Linked DNA regions of Neogale vison: region 2 is linked to region 1. The links are chromatin contacts, called in public Hi-C maps. All regions are on one chromosome and are shown on one strand. Each heading gives the region's core, a stretch centred on a gene start, on an enhancer-like site or on the middle of the called end of the contact. The rest is flanking DNA. Distances are from core to core; before and after follow the strand shown. Region 1 holds the start of SF3B6 (splicing factor 3B subunit 6). Region 2 holds the start of ATAD2B (ATPase family AAA domain-containing protein 2B).

Region 1 (7,677 bases), core at 1,676-4,175:
TTCTTGCTTCCAAGACAATGAAACTCCCATTGATGACTCTTATCTGGTCTTTTAAAGAACGTGTTACATCAATAATATCTTCCCTCTCTTGAATTTACAGTTTTCACTTCATCCTTGGCTTCTATTCCCTAAGTGAGCACTGCTTATGTTCTGACAATTGTCATGCAAAAAAAAAAAAAAGTCATTTGTATCCTTCTTCCTTTGCTCAACAAATATTTACTGAGCACCTTCTTTTGCACCTATCAGGCAAGGGAAAAAGCAAGGTTTCTGCCTTCCCTGAACTTATCAGCTCCCTACTTACTACCCTATTTTGCTTTTTTCTTTTCCTTCAGTCAAGCATCTGGAAAGATCTATACTCACTTACCTCATAATCTTTACTTCACTGACACTCATCAACCTACCACAACCCAGCTTCTACCCCAGCACTGATGAAAATATTTTTATGCTAAGACCTTTAAAAAGGGGTAGTGAGGGGTACAGGGAGAGAATCTCAAGCAGACTCTGTGATGAGCGTGGAGCCCACCATGGGGCCAGATCCCACAACCTTGAGATCAAGACCTCAGCCAAAACCAACAGTTGGGTGCTTAACAGACTGCACCACCCAGGCACCCTGGTATTAACTTTATTTTTTTCTTTTTTAAAAAGATTTTATTTATTTGACAGAGAAAGAGAGATCAACAGTAGGCAGAGTGCAAATGGGGCGGTGGGGGGGGCAGGTTTCTCACGGAGCAGAAAGCCCATCATGGGGATTGATCCCAGGACCCTGAGATCATGACCTGAGCTGAAGGCAGAGGCTTTAACCCACTGAGCCACCCAGGCGCCCCGCATTAAGAACCTTTTAACTTCAGTGTTCAATTGTCGTCACACTTAACTTCTGAGGCTTCTGGCAGTGTTGACTATTTTTGGCACTCTTATTTCCTACCACTCTGGCTAGTTCTTCTCACTCTTCTTTGCCATTAAAATATGCTCTTCTACAGAGTCTTACTTTTAGACTCCTTTTTGACCCTTTGTATGACTCTCCTTAATTCTACACTCTTTGATCTCTTAACCACACAGATGGTTTCCACAGTAAGTTGATGACTCTCAAATATAGATCTCCCATCCTGAGTTCACTCCTGTGTTCTTATTAACATATTCAATTACATACAATCCAGTATGTAATTGAATACAATCCAACTGTATTGTATTGTACTTGTACAATACAATGTATAAGTACATTTGCTCAAATGTACTTTTGCTCAAAAGCTATTAAACTGGCAGCTTTTTAAGGTATTACGCTAAGTGTTGTATAAGAGGAAAAAGAGGATACTTATTCCCTGTCCTCAAACTAGTAGTGGTGACAAATGGTCAACAAATAAGTACAATAAAGTTTTAGATTTAAAATTACGGACTGAGTTCAAACAGACAATTGACACTTCCAATTATAATACACTTCTCCCATAAATCTGCTTTCTCACTCTGTACGATACTGTATCACACCTTCTTTCCTCAAACCTTACCGACACCACTCCCTCTAACATCTGAGTTCCACTGTAACTTCTTCCTTGCCTATCCTTAGGAACTGATCTTGCCTCTTGCTTACTGAAGAAAATATACATCACCAATTGGTAAGTACCTTATATTCATGTCACTAAACCCACCGATCTAAATTCATCCATATCCACCCCCTCTTCCTGTCATCCTCTACTCAAAAACCTTCACTCCTGAACTTACCTCATCTTTCTCCCACATCATCAATTTCTCCCACTCTACTGGATCATTCTCAGTGACACACAAATACACCTTATATAAAGTCAACTATTATTCAACCTCTGGACTCCCTATTCACATGAAAACTTGAAGAGCTGTCTCTATTTTCTTAACTTCCAACCTCTTTTCATCCCTCTGCAACCACGTTTTCATCCACTGAAACGATCATCAGCGGGGTCTCCAAAATTCTGCATCTCACCAAGTCCAATTTTCTGTCTTCATTATCCTATATCTCTCAGCCTTACAGCTGACCTACCCTCTTTTACCTGAGACAGTTTTTCTTAGGTTTCTATAATACCCCATTCTCTAACAAAAGAATGTAAACAGAAGGGCTTTTCGTTTTATTCACTAGGTATTTATTCAATACCTAGACTAGTGTCAGGCACACAGTACATGTTCGGTAAATTTAACTTCTGAATTCTTCCCTATCTCTCAATTCCGGCACACAGTAGGTGCTCAAACATATTAAGACATTAATGAAAAATCCAAAACACTCCGTGACTTTAGGAGAATCCTAAGCTTTGGTTGCCTGTGAGATACTAGATTACTTATTGCAGACTAGGCTGTGCTACTGACTTTGGGGTCGTAGTTTGTAGGTGCTGATCAAGCAACAAATGCTGTAGGACACCAGAGTAAGAAACCGAGGGAACTCTCAAAAGGGGTGGAGCCGAACTGTGGCGCAAGGAGCATATCCGCAAGGACAGGGCCAGGATGGAAGTGCCAGCATTAGGACAGTAAGTTCTGGGCTACTCTGGCCTGGGGAACCGAGCAGGGGCAAAATACACAGTTCCACGCCGTTAAGAAAGTCCAGGAGCGAGGTCCACCCCCCCACCCCGCCCCATTCTTCTGCTGAATGCCCGGAAACTCACATTCGCCCTCTTGGCCGCTTGCATCGCCATCTTGGAGGGCTGATAAAGTTACTGCAACAAACACTGGAATTCCTCCGGACACCTCCGGAGCTCGCTCTACTGGACCACCACACGGCCTCCAATTCAGGACATCAACATCCAACCTCCGCCGGAAGCTTTACTACACGCCGGATGATCGCCCTCTTACGTCCAGACGTGCTGACGTAATGTCCCCTTTCGAAAAGACTCCGGGGCCGAAGGAACCTGAAACGAAAAGAGAGCACGGTAAGATGAAAGGCGAGCGTTCGAGACCCTTTTACGAGCCGCACCGGAAAGGGCAGGGCCTGGGTTAAAGAAGGGGCGGTGTTCCTGTCGCGGCGGCCCTGAGCGGAGGATCCGGCCAGAGGGGCGGGGCCTAGGAGAGCGGGACGAGGTAGGGCCGCTCCCAGGTGAGCTGCGGAGGGACAGGGTGGGTCCTGACCAGGGACCCGCCTCAGTGAGGCGCGCGGGGCGGGGATGTAGGGCTGGTGGGTGAGCCCGGGCTGCTGTTGCTGCGCAGAGAGGCTTTCAGGGGTTGTGGCACGTTGTATGGTGGCTGACGCTGTTCGTTCGGTACCCGGGACCCCCGGCCCTGGGCCAGCCACAGTTGAGCACCCACTGTCCCGGCCTTTGCTGTAATCCCTGCGACAACTGCGGTCGCGCCTCCCACCCCACCCGCGCCGCGGCGGCCCAGGCCGCGGTCTGGGGCCGCCGCAGTGAGAGGGCAACCCTTCAAATCTACTCTTTATTTCATTCGATTGTTTTTACACGAATCCGTAGGCGAGACCAGGGGAGGGCCAGTAGGTTACAGGGCGGCTTGGAGTGGCACCCGATCTCTTTCCTGCGTCCTAGGGACTTTCTCCAGTTTGTCCTGGGAAACTTGTCCTTCACTGCGGCAGCTCCAGGACGATTTTGCCCATGTTCTTGTTACTCTCCATGTATGCATGGGCCTCTTGGATTGCAGTCACGGGGTAGACTCTGTCCAACACGGGCAGTAGGCGTTGGGGACTCTCCGTAGAGAAGTGGGGTAGGATTTGTTCTGTGAAAGCCTCCACCAGCCTTTGCTTGTACTTAAGATAAGGAAAAGGAGACATCAGCCTAGATAAAGACTTTACCTTGCCGCTCCCCATCCTCTTATTAGCCTCTGTGCTCTCTCTGAAATGTGTACACACCTGAAGATGCACAGAGCGTACCCACCCCCTTCACTGCCAGCACGTATGTGCATGCCCCCAAATGTATAATCTCTTCTGTACCAGGGAAAAAGCCTGAATCCTGTACTAAGATATTAGTGGCACTGACAACACGACTGTTCTTAAAGGTTTAAAGCAGGTGGTGGCCACAGACAGGATTTCTGTAGGCTCAGTTCAAAAGGGATGTTTAAGCTCTACTATCCCACAGGTGTGAAATACTCAGTGGGAAAACATTCCCCCGTCTGGCACCAGCCGGAGTCCCACATAGAGAAGATTTCAATAACATAATCTATTGAAGGCAGAACCTTAACTAACCTTATTCACCTTTCTTATCACACCAAGAAGAGTTTTCCTTTGAAGACAACATCTTGGCACTATTAGAAATGTATTTCCTCATACTGTCAATGCTTTGTTCATTCTGTTAGAAAATTTTAAATAACAGGCGAAATGTTCCCTACGTTCCAAGATGTTGAGACTTCTATTGACTACTTTTAATTAGTTCTGTGAAAATGGTTACTTATTTATCCATGGGAGGGGGCAGGTTTCTACATAGATGCTCTCACAGAAGATGTGTCAGATCTTCCTTTCTTGGAGCTACATAAACGCACCACACTTTTGTGGGTAATAATTACATCACGTTATCTTCTCACTCATCATTCACCTTTTTGTCCCTAGACCTCAGTAGAGTGGTGATCAGACTTCCTCGTTTAAAAAGTAGCTTTGAAAATAGAGGTCCACTGATGTCAGCTCCTCCCATCAGACCGTAGAGAATCCAGCGACCATCTAGAGCCAGGCAGTTGACGTTTTTCTCCCAGTAGGATCCACCTATGCAGTCTAGAATAAGGTTGACCCCAGCACCTTTCACAGGAAACACAGATTTGTAATGCTCCTCAGACACAGAAGGCTTTGTGCAAAGTAAGATTCCATAGTATATTTGTGAATATATGGGAATATACACAGGTGGGATTGGTAAATCTGTAGCTTGGAACTAGAAACACTACTCATAGAAACACTGTTGTAGATGGAGTTTAGGTAACTGAACTTTAACATACATGTGTGCTGTAATTCATGTTTTATGATTCCTAGCCACAGCAAGAGGGAAATGGGGCAACACCATGACCTGGTTTATCTCTCTTGATCCCCCTTAAGTACAAAACTCACAGTCACCCAGGCACGAATGAGAACAGAACAGGTCTGCCCAGTCTATAGGACAGGCAGGTTTGCATCTAAATTATGAAATGTCTGCACTGGGTTATCTGAATCGTAGTTTTTCAAGTATTCGTTTCACGTTTCCTTTTTAACTCATGCGAAAAATGGAAAGGGATAAGCCAAAAACAGACACATTTGGCTTGGGTATAGAGGCTCTCCTCTTTAGAGAGCTATCATCCTAACCCTACTCTGACCACACCAAGCTCCTGTTAACTCATTGCAGAGTGACTCTGAAGAATGGCTCCTGGCTAATTCTAGTCCAACTCTCTCGGACTCATCCGGTTTCTAGAAAGCGTATGAATGCTATCCCTTACGAGAATGCACACAGAAACATTTTAGTCCTAACACTGCCTGCCTGTCTCCAGAGGTCAAACACCTGAATGCTAGAATTTGGCTGGGTAGCTGCTGTGTATTTAGCAGAGCACTGGCAAACTTCAGGCTGGTGAGGACTTAACTGAACCATCTCTGAAATTCCTGTTGGGCTGCAGGAGCTACTGCTTACCTTTGGTGAATTTCAGTGTTGCTTCAGAAAAATCCTCTTCTTTGTAATTGAATCCGGCTGCTGCTCCAAGCTTTTCTGCCATCTGAAGCTTGTGCCGGGAGCCAGCTGTGACTAGAGGAATAGCTCCAGCCATGCGGGCGAGTTGGATGGCAGCCGTGCCCACACCACTTGATCCTGCATGGATTAGCACAGTCTCTCCAGCCTGAACGTTTCCTGTGGCACAAAGTACAGGAACCATTCTCTTTACAAGTGCTACACGTGCCCCACGCAGGCATATTCTACCACATGCCCCTGGCCCTGGCCCACCAAATGCCCAGTTTCTTGGTCTCTTAAGAGAATACGATGACAGCTCTTTTTTGTTTTACTGACTCTTATCAAAGTGGAAGAAAACCTTTTGAAACAAAGTTGTTAGCAGTCACATCCACAATCTGTTTTACTTAAGAAATGATCCCGAGATGCGCATCTCTGACATGTACCTTAATAGATAAGAATACGTACCATTGGGGCACCTGGGTGGCTCAGTGGGTTAAAGCCTCTGCCTTCGGCTCAGGTCATGATCTCAGGGTCCTGGGATGGAGCCCCGAGCTGGGCTCTCTGCTCAGCAGGGAGCCTGCTTCCCTTCCTCTCTCTCTGCCCGCCTCTCTGCCTACGTGTGATCTCTGTCTGTCAAATGAATAAATAAAATCTTAAAAAAAAAAAATGTGTACCATTCCACTGTCACCAGCTGAAGCCCGTTCCCCTTCAGTCTGAAACTGGTCTCCAACTGGTCTCAACGATCCAGTCACCATACACAACCATCAGGATCCTCTTACTTAAATGGAGCTTTCATTATGTCACTTTCTTCTCCAAATATAAAGTGGTTCTCAGTTGGCTCTTGCATCAGGTTCTGGCAATGTGCCATTCAAGGCCACTGAAACCCAGTCCTAGTCTCGTCTTTCACAGATGATGATCATCCTTCACTCTGAGTGAAGCAGCTGATTTCACTGGGTCACTCCCTTAAGCCACCAAGGCTTGCCTTCTATCACATCTCAACTTTACCCACCCTTCAAGTCCTTCTCTTCCAGAAAGCCCTCTTATCACCTGTGCCCACACTAACTATTCCCATCTTGAGTTTTGTATTTTTTTTAAGATTTCATTTTTTCATTTGACAGAGAGCAAGCAGGCCCTGGAGGGAGGAGCAGAGAAAGAAGGACAAGCAGACTCCCTGCTGAGCAGGGAGCCCGATGCAGGGCTTGATCCCAGGACCCTGGGATCATAAACCGAGCTGAAGGCAGATGCTTATCTGAATGAGCCACCCAGGTGCCTCTCTCCCTCCCACTCCCATCTTGGGACAAGGCCATCTTCTGAACTCTATGGTTGTCTAATTTCTGTACATGCCTTGTCTTCCCAGTTTACTCTATTCCCTGACAACAGGGACCAAATCTTAGGCTGGCCCCATCACCTCTTGACTGACTTCAGTGGGACTGAGGAGGAATAAAAGACTGACTGGCCCCTTCTACCGCACTAGGGCTCACAGAGAAGCTCAGCAAGACTCTGAGCTGCTGAGACTACTGGTGGGCCTACAGTGTGAAGATGGGCACAGGCCTTCTATCCAGTGCTTTCTAGGCTTTCCATCTGCTAACCTTGATTTTCAGCCTCAACATCAGGTCATTGGTAACATCGTATGAGGACCTCATACTACTGATAGTATCAGGGTGAGCTGTTGGGTGTGGCATAGTGGCCAGGTCAAAGCCACCCCAGAAGACTGCTGGGTTTTCAGGTGGCTGAGTCATCAAGTAACGGAACCACACTGTACAGGGTGAGCATGGGGGGACCTCCTCACCCACGAGATGTAACAGCTGGAAGGCAGTAAGCCAGGCCTCTGGAATGGCTGCAGCCTGGGACAGGGTCAGTCCTGCTGGGATGGGCATCAGGAACTCTTCAGGGGCAGTGACATACTGAGCCTGTCCCCCACCAGGCAGCAGAACCATGGCTGGGTCCCCAATTTTCCAGTGCCCCTGGCAGGCAGGCCCCAGCTCTGCTATGTGTCCAGATGCCTCCAGTCCCAAAATGCTGCTGGCTCCTGTGGGTGGGGCATACTGGCCTTGTCTCTGCAGAAAGAGGAGTGAGCTAAGTGAGAAGCATGGTCAGGAATGTGTGC
Region 2 (7,677 bases), core at 2,941-5,440, 140 kb before region 1:
GATCCCAAGGGTCCTGGGATGGAGTCCCACATCAGGCTCCCTGCTCAGCAGAGAGCCTACTTCTCTCTCTCCCTCTGCCTCCCACTCTGCCTACTTGAGCTCTCTATCTCCCTGTCAAATAAATAAATAAAATAAAAATAATAATAATAAAATAAGAGAATAAAGTTGCATTTTCAGTTGGCTACCACAGGTAATCCTATGAACGCCATAGCTATTTTGGTTCAAAACTGTGACAGGGGACACTGTTTAACACATTACTCAAGACCTGATACATATGACAAAAACTTGCTCTACTCTGAAGAACTTGTGTTTTTCCCTACTCATCTGAGTGTTCTATGCATTACTACATTTTGCTTTCAGACTTCTTTTTCATGTTTAACCATCAATTTCTGCCACTCTGCTTCTATTATGTTGGTAAATGCATGGGTGTTGGAAAAGAATAAGTACAAGGTGATAAAAGAGCATACTAAAAAAGGACTCAAAGACTTTTTTTAATGAAATTAAGATAAAGCAAGTTTACCCATAAAGTTACTCAAAATACTTATTCTAACCCTCTCAACAAAGATAGGGCCTCAGAATGTACTATATAACCTTCCCCAAAAACGTAACACACTAGTGATGAAGTCAAAAGCAAACAGGCCTAACAGAAATAAAAAAAGAGCTGAAATATTTTTCAAAACTGCTTTCCAATTCTGTGAATATAATATTAGTTTGCTGAGAGTGACTCTTTGGTGGAGCAAATAAATGCTAATTGATCATAATTAACTCACCTAAAAGAGGTGAAATTTTATACATACTAAACAAACAAAAAAACCCTTTTATCAGAGTATCACAACTAACTACATAAATCAAGTTGACATTTAAAAAGTGTGGGCACGGGGTGCCTGGGCTGTGCCTTCAGCTCAGGTCATAATCCTAGAATCCTGGGATCGAGCCCCCCCCAACGGGCTTCCTGTTTGTTGGGAAGCCTGCTTCTCTCTCTCCCTCTGCCTGCCACTTCCCCTGCTTATGTTCTTTCTCTCTCTCTCTCTCTCTCTCAAATAAATAAATAAATAATCATTAAAAATAAAGTGTGTAGGCACAAGAAAATCATGGCCATAATCTACAAAATGTATCATATGTGTATTTCCCAATTCTACACATACTTGGGGGGGGGAGGCAAAATTATTGGCACAGCTCATGGTCCTATGACTTTTAAAGCAAATGAAGTAACTCTAAACAGCACATGAAATCTAAAAAGCATCCAGGAAGTTGAGAGGAATAAGGGAAGAAATCAGCATCAGGTGTAAAGTGAAGAACGTAAAAGAAGAAAAAGGAGGACCTCCTTAATTATGTATCTTATAAAAAGGAACACATTTCTTCCTACAAAAATAAGGGTCTCCTAAAGCAACAGCATGAACAATTCCATTTTCCAACAAGTAAGTCATTACAAACCCTAGCAAATGACTAAAACTCCAAAGACACAGAGGGTACCTATTTAAATACACAGGAAAGAGTACTAAATTCCTGCAATTCATAAAACGAACTTGAGAGAAGAACTTACCACATTCGTATCAACCCACCTTAGAAATACATACAATGAAATATTCAGAAATCGCTTTGTAAATATATAGTCCATAAACTTAAACTCAGAATTATAACTTATCCACTTTTAAAGGACCGATGACAGGATTAGTAAATTTCTTAAATTTCTCAGAGAAAGCCATTAGATCATTATTCTATCACCTACTACAGCCAGAAGACAAGTCTAAAACAGAAAAACAAATATTTTAAAGTAAATCTTCATTAGCCCGTTATTTACAGCCTTTTAAAACATTTTCAAGGGATCCTTGAAACAAAGTTTCATTAGCATCCTTCTAGAAAAAGCTGCACTGCCTTTCATTCCTCCAGCAATTTAAAAGCTACCAAACATTCATTTCTACATTAGATTATTGATTCCTTGCCTTTTAACATCTCCATAACAGCTGCTTGACAAATTACTTCACCTTATTCCTCAGAGGGTAAGGACAGCATGATATCCATGAATTCAAAAACGGGACCACAAACTGATCAGTGACAGATGAGCTAATTGCTTCAGATGAATTAGATACTGCTCTAATAGACTAGGCATTGAAACCATTATACTACAATAAATGCTTACACTCTAAATATTTTTCTTGTACTTAGGTGTAGAAGACAGACCTTTCTTAAATTTACTTCTGTTTTAAAATATATGTCAGCTTCAGAAAGTCTATAAGCTTGTACACATTGGGAGTAATTTCTACAAAATGCCAAGTTTTCAAAATAATTATTCTAAATAGTATGTACAACTTTCAGATTTAGCTTTCTTATTTCAACCTAAGAGAAGTTCGCCCCAAAAGAGTCTAACGAGACTCTTTTTAAATGTTTTTTAAATGTTTTTTAAATGTTTTCCAGACTTTTAGCAAAATAAAAACCAAATACATTTTCAGAGATACAATAAATGTATTTCAGGCTAGTACAGAATAATATATGATTATTTCCCTCAGTTCATTCTGATTAGTGTCTGAACAGTCTGTGATAGAGAAAAAGCACACACAAACCATAATCTTGTAGACCCCATAGAAAATAAAATATTGTTTCCCTCCCACAATAACAAAATGGTGTGAAATCAAAGGAGCATTTTAAATGAATAACCATTTCCAGCCAAATTAGTCTCAGTAAATTAGCCTCTTGCTAGACAGAAGCAATACTCTTTTCTGAATGCATAACCAATCTCCTAACACAAACTTCTCCATTCCCTTAAAGTGACAAAACAAGTGCTAGCTTAGAGTTTTATAAAATAAGCTCTTTCGACCACTTTAAAAAAAAAAAAAACAACTAAACTAAATCTCCAGCCTTCTTCAAATGTCACGTGTGCGACTCTGTGACCATGGTGTCCATTCACCTTCTATAAACTATTCCCATAACAAAAATGCAGACATCTGAAGACAGTGTGTACAATCCAAAACATTCGACGTGCCCCTTTTGAGACTTGAAGCTCTACTGGAAAGCTCTACTGGGTCCCTGCTAGAACCCTGGTTCGCTAGCTGGCGGATTCCCCAGCCACCAAAATCCTGCTTGATCTCGGCTGCCTGGAGAGGCGATAGCGTTGATTTTGTTTTTCAAGTTGGTGTCAGAGCAGCTACAAACTTTTTTCAGCATCCCTGCCTGGCTGCCAACTGGAGCTCTCCGCTCACTTCCTCACCAACTTGAACCACCCCCAAACAGTTTGAGAGTAAGCTGGAGTTGAGACACCGGCAGGAGCTGACACACTTACAAGAAGGGTTTGACACCGCAGAAAACTTTCACTTCTCTTCCCCAGCCCTTCCACCCGGCGACTCCGGCCCTCCGCTCCGGCTTCCCTAGAATTCCCCTCTAAGGCACGGCAAGGACACGGAAAGCAGACCGTTCCGATGTCCCCGAAAAGACCCCCCTGAGCTCTCTCCCCCCACACTCCAGTCCTGTTCCTTACACAAAAGGGCCGGACCAGCAAAGCTGTCGCAGCCCTACCTAGCCGGGTGCCATCCTTCACCGCACCCGCAGACCCCCGTCCCCAGCCGCCCAAGCGGTCTCCGCTGGAGGCTTCCTGCCCTAACCCGGCCAGACAAAGCCCCGGCGGCCGGGCCGGCCCTCGCAAGCCTCCGGACTCGGGCCGCCGCGCTCTTACCCGGGCCTCTTCCAGAGCGACGCCGGCGCCACCGCTTCCCCCGGCCTTGGCGCCGGGGCAGCTGGCAGCGCGGGTCTTGGAGGAGCGGGTCCGAGAGGAGATGAAATGGCTGCTGCCTCCGGTCGCCCCAGGCTCTGCTCCGGCCCCAGGCCCAGGCCCGGGCCCAGGCGACTTCGACCCGAGAAGACGCAGAGAGCTCTTCCGGGTGTTCACCATGGTCCAGCCAGGAGGACGGGGTCCACACCGCGCCCGCCGCGCCCGGGAGAGCCAAGGAAGGCCGGCCCGCCGGCCGGGCAATCAGGGCCAGTGGAGCCGGGCCGGGAGAGACGAGCCGACCCGCACTCTGCGGAGCGTAGACGAGGACAGGCGAGAGTAGGGCAGAGGAAGAGAAGTAGGCGTGAGAAGGCAGAAAGCGGGAAGCGGGAGCGATGCTCCAGGCCGACAGCTCAGATCCTCCACCGGCTTCACCCTCCTCAGCGGGAGCCAAGCGGAGCCGCCATTTCTGCCCCTTTCTCTCTCGCTCTCGCTCTCGAGCTCCGTGCGTCAGGGATCCAGCGCCGCAGGGCCGACGAGACCGTGCTTCCGGCCGTGGCCGCTGCGGGGCGCTGCAAGGCTGGCCAGCCCTTCTCCTGCCTGGTTCCCCCTCCTCTCCCTCCGCCCCTCGAGGAGACCCCGCCCAGCGGCACGGCGTCAGCGCTCGGCCGCCCGAGAAGGGACGCTCTGGGCTGTCTGAGCTCTATGGTTTCCAGGTCTGGCCGGGCGTCCGGGAGGGGGGGAATGGGACTAACCCGAAGGGGCTTGGGGGTGAGAGAGCGCAGGAGCTGTCATTGGAATTCTCACTACCTTCCCGACCCTAGTACCCTAGCATCTGCACCATCGCCCCAGATGGGCTGGATGGAGCAAGGAACGACCGGCAGAGGCGGGAGATAGACGGGGACACGAGGCTCGGTGACCCAAGTTAGAAATCCCAGAGGTGTCTGAGGCAGGACACCGAACTTGAGTCTCACTTTTCGTGGCTGTAAAAATAAGACTCTAGTAAAATAGATCTATGCGGTTTCTGGCACATGTTAAGTTTAAGGAAGTACAAACGTTAGGCCCCTGCGTCTGTATACAAAACAAGAAAGGGTCGTTTTCTGTATGTAACCTTAGCCAGGTAGATCTAAGAATCACAGAATCAATTCTTTCTCTTAAGAGTCTCCTTTATCACGGTCGCTCCCACCCGCGCAAGAATTACGAATATAAAAAGCTGAACAGAAAGTATAAAATTTGTGATTTAACTTTCAAGGTTTAAAACAATATGAAAAGCTCTCCAGTAAAGTAGAAATTATGTTAATTTCACCAAAATTCTCGATATATTCGCGATAGAGAGTCTTATTCCCTGGATTAAGTTCTTCCCATTTGCTGCAGTAAGAAAAATCGAAGGCTCAAGAAAAGTGCTGTAAAAATACTCCAGCTGCATCAAAATTAAAGCATTCTGGCCATCTAAGCGCCGTCGTTGAACAAAACTTCGTCCAGCACTGAATGGAGGGAATAGTTCTGCTTGGAAAGAAGTATGGATGCCAGGATAATGGGCGAAGTCCGCTTCCATTATTGCAACATACCACTCACCACTTAAAAACCAGCGTCTTATGGGTGTGGAGACCTTATAATGGAAACAGACCTGATTTTCCTGAATCAGTTAGCTTTGTAGGAGACCCCTGAAGGGAATACAGTTTTCCTATAGAAAGAGGCTGGTTTAAAAAAAAAAGAAAGAAAGAAAGAGACAGGTTTTTGTTTGTATATGAAGTGTCCTGCATGCAAATTAGAATATGAAGGATTTGTGTGCTTTCCTCCCTGTTTTGTTTCTGTCTTTGTTTATATAGTCCTCCATTGAGAAAGCCAGATATGATTTGAGCTATTATTCTTTTTTTTTTTTTTTTTTTTTTGACAGAGAGCGGTCACAAGTAGGCAGAGAGGCAGGCAGAGAGAGAGGAGGAAGCCGGCTCCCTGCTGAGCAGAGAGCCGGATGCAGGACTCAATCCCAGGACCCTGAGATCATAAACTGAAGGCAGCGGCTTAACCCACTGAACCACCCAGGCGCCCATGATTTGAGCTATTATTCTTGATGAGAGGGCAAAACACAAGCTGGCAGCCCATAAAGCACCCCTCCCTTAAGGTACCATATGTATATATTTAATTTTCCTCAGGCACTAGTGACTGCCTAACAACAGCAGGGGAAAAACAAATAGTCAACTGATAAATATCCCAGTTATGTAGGACATGAAACTTTACTATTTTTGTTAGTAGCTATTTTTTTGTTGTGTGTGTGGATTTTGTTTTGTTTTTTGTTTTTTAAGATTTAATTCAACTATTTGAGAGAGAGAAGAGAGAGCACATGAGCTGGGTAAGGAGCAGAAGGAAAAGCAGCCTCCTGGCAGAGCAGGGAGCCAACACCTGGCTCAGTTCCGGGACTCCAGGATCACAACCTGAGCTAAAACCCGTTTGTAGCTGTCTTAATGATTTATAAGAAAAACACAATCTTGGGGCACCTGGCTGGCTCAGAGGAGCATGTGACTCTTGATTTGGGGTCATGAGTTCGAGCCTCATGTTGGATATAGAGATTAAATAAAGCTTTTTAAAAAAGGAAAAGAGGGACGCCTGGGTGGCTCAGTCAATTACGCTGCTGCCTTCTGCTCAGGTCAATCCCAGGGTTCTTGGATCGAGTCCCGCATTGGGCTCCTTGCTCAAAACAATTGGCTTGAGACTCTCTCACTCTCCTCCCACCCCTCTCCTCCCCATACCCTACCCCCCCTTTCAGAAATAAATAAATAATATTAAAAGAGAGAGAAAAGAAAGAAAGAAAAGAAAAACAATCTTAATAATAGACCTCCAGGAACCTACAGACTCGACATCTAGAGCCCTAAGGTCAACTTCACCTCCACGGGATACAAAACCCTATATATTTCGCCACTCCTCACAGTCACAATGCAACTCTCTCTACCCACAGGTCCTGTCCCCGTACTGTAATAAAGACATACCTTTTTGTACTGTAAAACATCTCAAGAATTCTGTCTTCACCATTGGGTTCAACAATCCCACATCAATAACCGGTACCATTTACTGTCAATAAATGCTCGCTCTGAACCCATCTGGTCTTAGGTACTCTTCCAGGCCAAGAAATAGGGAAATTTTTTTTTAAATAGCAACACATAGTTCTGGCCCTCCAAATTACTTACAGGCAAGAGGGAATCAAGAAGACAGGCGAGAAACCAGCAAGCTGCAATATAATGTGACTAAGAATGAGGCACAGACCTCTAATTCAAGCAGGGCCTTAAGGAAAGCCCTGAGATGGGGCATCTGGGTGGCCCAGTGGGTTAAAGCCTCTGCCTTCAGCTTGCATTGTGATCCCAGGGTCCTGGGATCGAGTACCGTGTCAGGCTCCCTGCTCAGTAGGAAGCCTGCTTCCCTTCCTCTTTCTCTGCCTGCCTCTCTGCCTACTTGTGATCTCTGTCTGTCAAATAAATAAATAAAATCTTTAAAAAAAAGAAAGAAAGAAAGAAAAAGGAAAGTCCTGAGATGCATCTTGAACCACCAAATAGAATAAGGGAATATTATGTACAAAAGAAAGGAAGACTTTAAAAAAAGAAAAAAAGGAAGACTTGAAGAAGATAACAAAGAGTTGCTTTTTTTATCTGCAATATGAATCAGAGAAAAAGTTAATAAAAATCACTTTTTAAACTTTGCTTAAAACTACATAAGTTGGGGCTGCCTGGATGGTTCAGTGGGTTAAGCCTCTGCCTTTGGCTCAGGTTATGATCTCAGGGTCCTGGGATTGAGCCCGTCATCAGGCTCTCTGCTCAGCGGGCAGCCTAGTTCCCCCTCTCTCTGCCTTCTTGCCTCTCTGCCTACTTGTGATCTCTGTCTGTCAAGTAAATAAATAAAATATTTTTTAAAAATCACTTAAAAGAAAAAAAACTACATGAGCTGGTGGGACACCTGGGTGGCTCAGTCAGTTAAGCATCTCCCTTCAG

What was found. A called contact is a pair of places that touch in the nucleus more often than the background predicts.
Region 2: a Hi-C map of fibroblasts shows a contact between it and region 1, with 6 times the contacts expected there. The contact joins the promoter of ATAD2B here to the promoter of SF3B6 in region 1. A contact is called at or near these places in 2 of 3 Hi-C or Micro-C datasets (fibroblasts and muscle).

What each region holds. Positions count from the first base shown.
Region 1 is chr8:125,690,420-125,698,096 of ASM_NN_V1, reverse strand. SF3B6 (splicing factor 3B subunit 6) reads right to left here and starts at 2,925. Exons shown (of 4, transcript XM_044261994.1): 1 at 2,619-2,925. The coding sequence starts at 2,648. TP53I3 (quinone oxidoreductase PIG3) reads right to left here. Exons shown (of 6, transcript XM_044261992.1): 3 at 7,360-7,627; 4 at 5,538-5,750; 5 at 4,488-4,684; 6 at 3,368-3,706. The coding sequence ends at 3,524.
Region 2 is chr8:125,831,359-125,839,035 of ASM_NN_V1, reverse strand. It overlaps ATAD2B (ATPase family AAA domain-containing protein 2B), which reads right to left and starts at 4,190. Exons shown (of 28, transcript XM_044262002.1): 1 at 3,668-4,190. The coding sequence starts at 3,883.